Linked DNA regions of Zea mays: region 1 is linked to region 2. Evidence: chromatin contacts called from public Hi-C data. All regions are on one chromosome and are shown on one strand. Each heading gives the region's core, a stretch centred on a gene start, on an enhancer-like site or on the middle of the called end of the contact. The rest is flanking DNA. Distances are from core to core; before and after follow the strand shown. Region 1 holds the start of LOC100191442. Region 2 holds the start of LOC100276878.

Evidence for each region. Hi-C and Micro-C count contacts between places; a contact is called where the count stands out from the background.
Region 1: a contact with region 2 is called in a Hi-C map of root tip, with 4 times the contacts expected there. The contact joins the promoter of LOC100191442 here to the promoter of LOC100276878 in region 2. A contact is called at or near these places in 8 of 25 Hi-C or Micro-C datasets (bundle sheath, ear, leaf and 3 more).

The regions. Positions count from the first base shown.
Region 1 is chr3:127,617,569-127,620,576 of Zm-B73-REFERENCE-NAM-5.0, reverse strand. It overlaps LOC100191442, which reads right to left and starts at 1,579. Exons shown (of 4, transcript NM_001349642.1): 1 at 1,223-1,579. The coding sequence starts at 1,504.
Region 2 is chr3:127,383,601-127,386,574 of Zm-B73-REFERENCE-NAM-5.0, reverse strand. It overlaps LOC100276878, which reads right to left and starts at 1,589. Exons shown (of 1, transcript NM_001320293.1): 1 at 485-1,589. The coding sequence starts at 1,325. The coding sequence ends at 600.

The DNA.
Region 1 (3,008 bases), core at 330-2,829, 230 kb before region 2:
GGCTCTAGGCGGTGGGTCATCGCCTAGAAACTGCCTAACGCTTTTTCTAACCTCGATGATTACTCTTCTGATCGGTGATCTTACTGCTAGCCTCAATCATATGATCTGATAACATTGATAGTAAGATGGAATAAATGGTTCAAAGTCTTTGCAGGGCGAAGAATTAATTGAAACCATCAAATTTTTTAAATCCTAAAAGATCCTAGATTGGACTAAACAAAAAATTCAGGAGTATGACTACTATTCACTAAGACCCTAAAACTATATACTTAAAAATAGGATATGGTAATATGATCAGTAACCAGTCCCAGAATTCCCAATTTAACAAGAGCCTAGTGTTTTCCACTTGGGTAACTACATTCATTGGTGAAAGGAACTAGTAATGACAGATGAATCATAGAATGAAGGATTTAAGATAACATCTCTAGATTTCAGCAAGCTAACTACCAACCAAAATTTACCAGAACAACAGGAGGAATCAGTCCACGTGTGTATCTCATATAAACAAGAAAGTAAGACCTACACCTACCCTGGAATTCTTTGACATGTTCACCTCGAGCTAGCAAAGGTCAAAACATTTGAAGACGACAAGTTTGTCACTTAATCTCAGATTCTTAATGAATTGACCAAACCAAACAATACGAATTGCTGACAAATAAAAGATCAAAAATTTGACCATAAGACCAAGCTGATAATAGGAAAACTGTGTGCTAAGCCTAGCAAACTAGGCCACAGAAGCAGGGAATGATCAAATCGCTGAACGAAATCATCCTCAATTAATTAAAACGATGAGTGATCCCCAGAATGCAATTAAAAGAGACAAAATGCCAATCTGAATAATCAAAACACCAGCTCAATCCAAGAGCAGGAACAACTTCAATACCGAAACGGAACGCAGCTAAAGCTAACCTCAACAATACATATTTTCTCATTGAAATAACATCCACAGCAAAGTATTCGCGATGCAAGACAAGGTAGCTGCTACGGTAACACGGAATAGGAAGGACAGGAAGGTCAGAATCAGGATTTTGATTCACATATTTAGATCTGCATACACTTGACAAAAAGCGAGTAAAGCTTAAGCGTGCAGTTTTAATGTTAAAAAAAGAGATAACACTAAAAGCTAAAAGTTAATATTTACTCGCACGGGCAGCCAAGCGTCAGGAGTACCGAGTAGGCGAGTACAGCACAGATGAGGGACTAGAAAAGGCGAGAGCGGTACCAGGAATATCCTGCTGCCGTCGCGGCCGAGCTGGAGCAGGTCGAGTGCCTCCTCCAGCGCGTCGGCGAGAGGCGCCAGCGCCCGCTCCTGCTCCTCCTGCTCCGCGGACCCCCGGCGTGCCTCCCGCAGCTCCTCGGCGAAGGGGCCGAGGAGCCGGATCCGCCGCGACAGAGCCAGCAGCTGGCGCCTGTACGCGTTCCGGAACTCCCAGCCACCGGATCCCACCGCCCCCACGGCAGCATCCACCCTCTCCGCGGCCCCGCGGCCGCGGTCCCCGGCCATGGCGAGGGGAGCCAGCGGCGTGAAGTCGTGAACCGGACCGCTTCCCGCGCGGTCGGCTAGTGACTAGTCAGAGGGAAAGGGAATAGCGGTACGGCGTCGTGTTGGGTGGGGCCCGCGTTCGTGCCCGCACCTCCACGGCAGCTGATTTTCGCGTCCGTCCTGTCCGGGTCGCCGCCTCGTGCCGTATCGTATGGGTGCGGTGCGGTGTGGTGCGGGTGCGGGTGCACCGGCCGGCGGCCAACCGAAGCGACCGGCGACCACTGAGCGCGACCGGCGACCACTGTCAATTGTCATCACGGTGAAATCAGCTATGCAAAGGTGAAAATTGTGTGCAGGGTTTGATTGCGGACAATGGCGGAAGCAGGACAAAAATCATTGTGTCCAAAAAGAAAACGTGATAAAATAAAACAAGACCGGAAAAAACTAGTAAACTAGTGTTGTATAGAATTTATGTTTTATATCAATAGACGATATAAGTTTAAATAAGAGAAACTATATGAATGAAAGAAGCAAATATATTGTTAAGTTCTTGGTAATCAAATTGAAGTCATATGTAACTTATCGAATGTCGATCTCCTCGAAGGACAGGGACGCTGAGAGGGGGCGGGGTCAAGCGGTCTCTCCGGTAGAGAGCCAGGACTCGTTGACTCACTAAACTTGTCGGTCGTCGCGGACGGTTCGCATTGTCACGTCGAATGAGAATAGGCCCATCGCGACGACAACAAACGAGGCAAGGCTTCGGGAAGGGGACGGGCGGCGTCGCGTGTCGGAGAGGGGTAGCAGGGAGCAGCGCTAGGAAAAGAGCATTAGGGCGAACTGGCTCCGATGACTTCGAGAAGAATGAGGCGGGCCTAGGACGAGGTTGGTTTGGTCGACCCAAAACTTTAAAACTTTATTTATTCCCCTATATTTAAGAGTAAATGAACATTAGGAATAAGAGGTTTTAAAAAATCGATGGTGGTATGGTCTACTTTGTCCCCCTGTGCATACGTCCCCTAATTGCAGATGATCATTTTGTTCTACTGACATCATAAGAGTTAGATCAAATTTGTGTTAGATCAAATTTTAATTAAATTATTAAAGTTTGCAGGGTGACATAAGACTTAGACAAAGCATGTGTGTGCGAGTGATTGGAAGGCATTGTTAGGTAAAAAATTTCAACCGGGTGTAACCTTTACAAAAACATAATCATAACCTGAAGACACTGGCTTCGATCATCCACTATATTGTCCAAGTCTTCTAAGTGTGTAAGGAGAAGCATTCCCAATACGGTGACATGGTGACAAATGCAAACTCATGTCAATCTTTTGTTTTCACTTATCTAGAATCAAATTTTAGCACAATATTACTTTGATCAATATAGTACATGACTCAAAGCATGAGACATAGCAACTTAGCATACTAGTGGAAGCAAAAAGGGTTTCAACACATCCTACACATGCTAGTTGACAATCTCAACAGTGAACAATATTACATATTTAGTAAAGTATTAGAAACATTCTTA
Region 2 (2,974 bases), core at 340-2,839:
TAAATTTAGGGGGAACCGTTGAAGTCAGTCTGAAGCCGCACGGCGTCGATGCGTCAGCCCGTCAGTACTTGTTTGGGGCCAGCATTATGCGTCGTCATGATTGATCACTAGTGTTAGGCATCAAGGCTCCAAGGCTGTCATAAGCTAGAATCAGATTCCCGTTCCCATGGCTAGGAGTTGAGTTTGTTCAGCTCAGTGTGGACGATGATCACATTTGCAGCTTGTCTTGTCACTTCACTCTCTGAATGAAGAGAAAAAAAAACAAATGGCTAACTATGATCTTTTAGACATAGTTTTAGGCCTAGTTTAGGAACTACAATTTATCAAGGGAATTTCATTAAGGAAATTATTTTATATTCCCTTGGAAAAATAAAAATCACATGAAAAAAATGGAGTTCCTAAACTAGGACTTAGAAGTGAAATCTGCCTGGCTTCTTCTAATCTAATGCTAATAATGAACAATTTCACACCGGAGAACCAATGAATCGCACAACAAACACGGATCTCAATCCAAAACGAAACTGCCGCATTCAGAAAACCAACGCACACAACCACGAGGAAAAAACACAAAGAAATTATTCACAGTTCGTCACAAGCCGTCAATGCACGACGCCCACCTGCGCGGCGGCGGCGGCGACGTCGATGCTCCTCTGTCCCGGCAGCGCGAGCATGGCGGTGTGGTCGAGGAAGTCCTTGAGGCGGGCGACGGCCTCGACGACGGCGCGGAGCTCGTCGGCGCGCGCGAACCCGCGCGCGCCGGCGGCGCGGACGGCGTACACGTAGAAGGTGAGGCAGCCCTTGCGGAACTTGAAGCGCGCCATCTCGGGCGCCCCCGGCGCGGCGCGGAGGAGGCGGCGCCCGACGTCGCCGAGCGGGACCACGCCCGGCCACGCGGCGTCCGCCGCGGCCTTCATGGCGGCGGACTCGAACACGAACACGGCGGCCTTGGAGTTCCTGGTGCCCAGGCCCAGGGTCAGGGTGTGCCACGCGTGGTGCGCCAGGATGGCGAAGCTGGTCGGGATGTAGGCCGTCGTCGTGGGCGCGAACGACAGCGGGTCCGCCGCGGCGGGGGCGGCGGCGGGGGAGGGGGAGGCGCGGAGGAGGTGCGGGAGCTCCAGCGGCGATGCGCGGCGCACGGTGAGCGCCCGCGTCACGAGCTGCGCGCCGAAGCGGAGGCCCTTGACGTCCGCGCACGGCGTGAAGTGCGCGTCCAGGGTTCCCGGCGCCGGCGCGGGCGCGGCCTTGGACTTGTTCGACGCCGCCCCGTCGTGGCTGCTCTTGGACTTGGACTTGGACCTGCTCTTTGACGCCTTGGGCTCCGCCATTGCCGACAGTGGCTGGTCCTCTGGTCGCCGACTGTGCTATTCTATTCGTGCTCTGCTGCGGAGGGGCAGAGGGAGAGGTTTGCTCGGAGAGTAGGAGCTTGAAGGCGTCAAGAAGAGACGAAGAGGGAACAGGGTAGCTGGAACAAGGTGGGGGTTGGTCAGAGCAGTTAAGGGGGAGAGAGAGGGCGCGCGCGGAAGGTTCCTCACTTCGTCTCCACATTTTTACCAGATCGGTCGTATAAAACACTGTACACCCGAGTATTGTTTACTGAGTAAAATATAAAATAAGATAGGATGGCTTCTGGAGACCTTATTATATGAACATAGTTTTTTCCTTCAAAGAATATTAGACATATCAATTCTTAAGAAAACTAAACCTTTTCAAATTTAAGGCCGACTCCAGCAAGGATCTGTAAAGCGTTCTCTACGTTAAATTTAGCAGATGCAACCGTGTGCAATGCCTCCAACAAGGATCGCTAAAGGAGACTGTAAAATTTAGAGCTCGCCAAGAATTATCTAAACGTAGCGGACGAAGAAGCGTCCTCTATAGCTGACATCTGCATCAATGTCAGTGTACTTGTGTCCTTCTTATACTAAAAAACGATTACAACTGTACTAAATGTGATGGGTACATGCTACCAGACATGTACGATCACCACTATACATAACATGATGTCTTATGAAATTATTTTTTTATAGGTGAAACACAATGCAAAATTCGAAGTTTGATAATACTGTAGATATAGAGGACTAAATATAGAGGACGTTGCTGGAGATGAAGAAAATATAGAGGATAAAATCTTTTAGAGTGTTCTGTAAAGGACAGAGAATATTCCTTTAGGGATGGAATTTAGGGGACGCTGCTGAAGACAGCCTAAGGCTGGCTCTAGCAAGGACCGCTAAAGGCTCCTCTACCCTAAATTTAGAGGATTAAACGGTGTTCTACGCTATTCAGCAACGTCCTCTAAATTTAGAAAATGTTGTTGTATTCTCTATATATAGAGTTCCTCTAAACAGTCATTCATCCATTTAAATACTTTAAATAACCGGTTTAGCAAAACTAAAATATGTACAACATATTTAAGAGTACGACAAATACATATGTACAAAAAATAAAAAAATATCTCTAATATAGATATTTGCGTATAGAGGACGTGATTTAGAGGACGTTGTTGGAGAGGAAGGATATATACTGCATGATTGGTTACCTGGACGCGCGCATCCGGACTCTCCCTATGCGGTGACGGGCACTGTTTGGTTACCTGCTTACGCGAAGGCCAGGGCTGCATCCGCCCGTGCAGTATAGGTCAAAATACTGCATGCGTGGGTACGCAGTATGGATACCGGTTCCAGTGGACCAAGCTCAAATGAGCGAGGATACGCTTGACCACGCAACCAATTAGAGCCATAGAGAATGAAATCTTTTAGATATAAAATATTGATATATAGGACGTTATTAGAGACACCCTAACCAATCATATAACTTTTTTTTCTTTTCTTTTTCTTCCTCCTCTGTTCCTGTCGCAGAGGATCACTGTACTGTACTGTACTGTACTGTGGCAGATTCCCAGTGCCCAGCAATCTGATGCCTGTAGGAGTAGCCTCACACAGCCCACATGACCCGGCTTCATCAATCAGAATTCAGAACG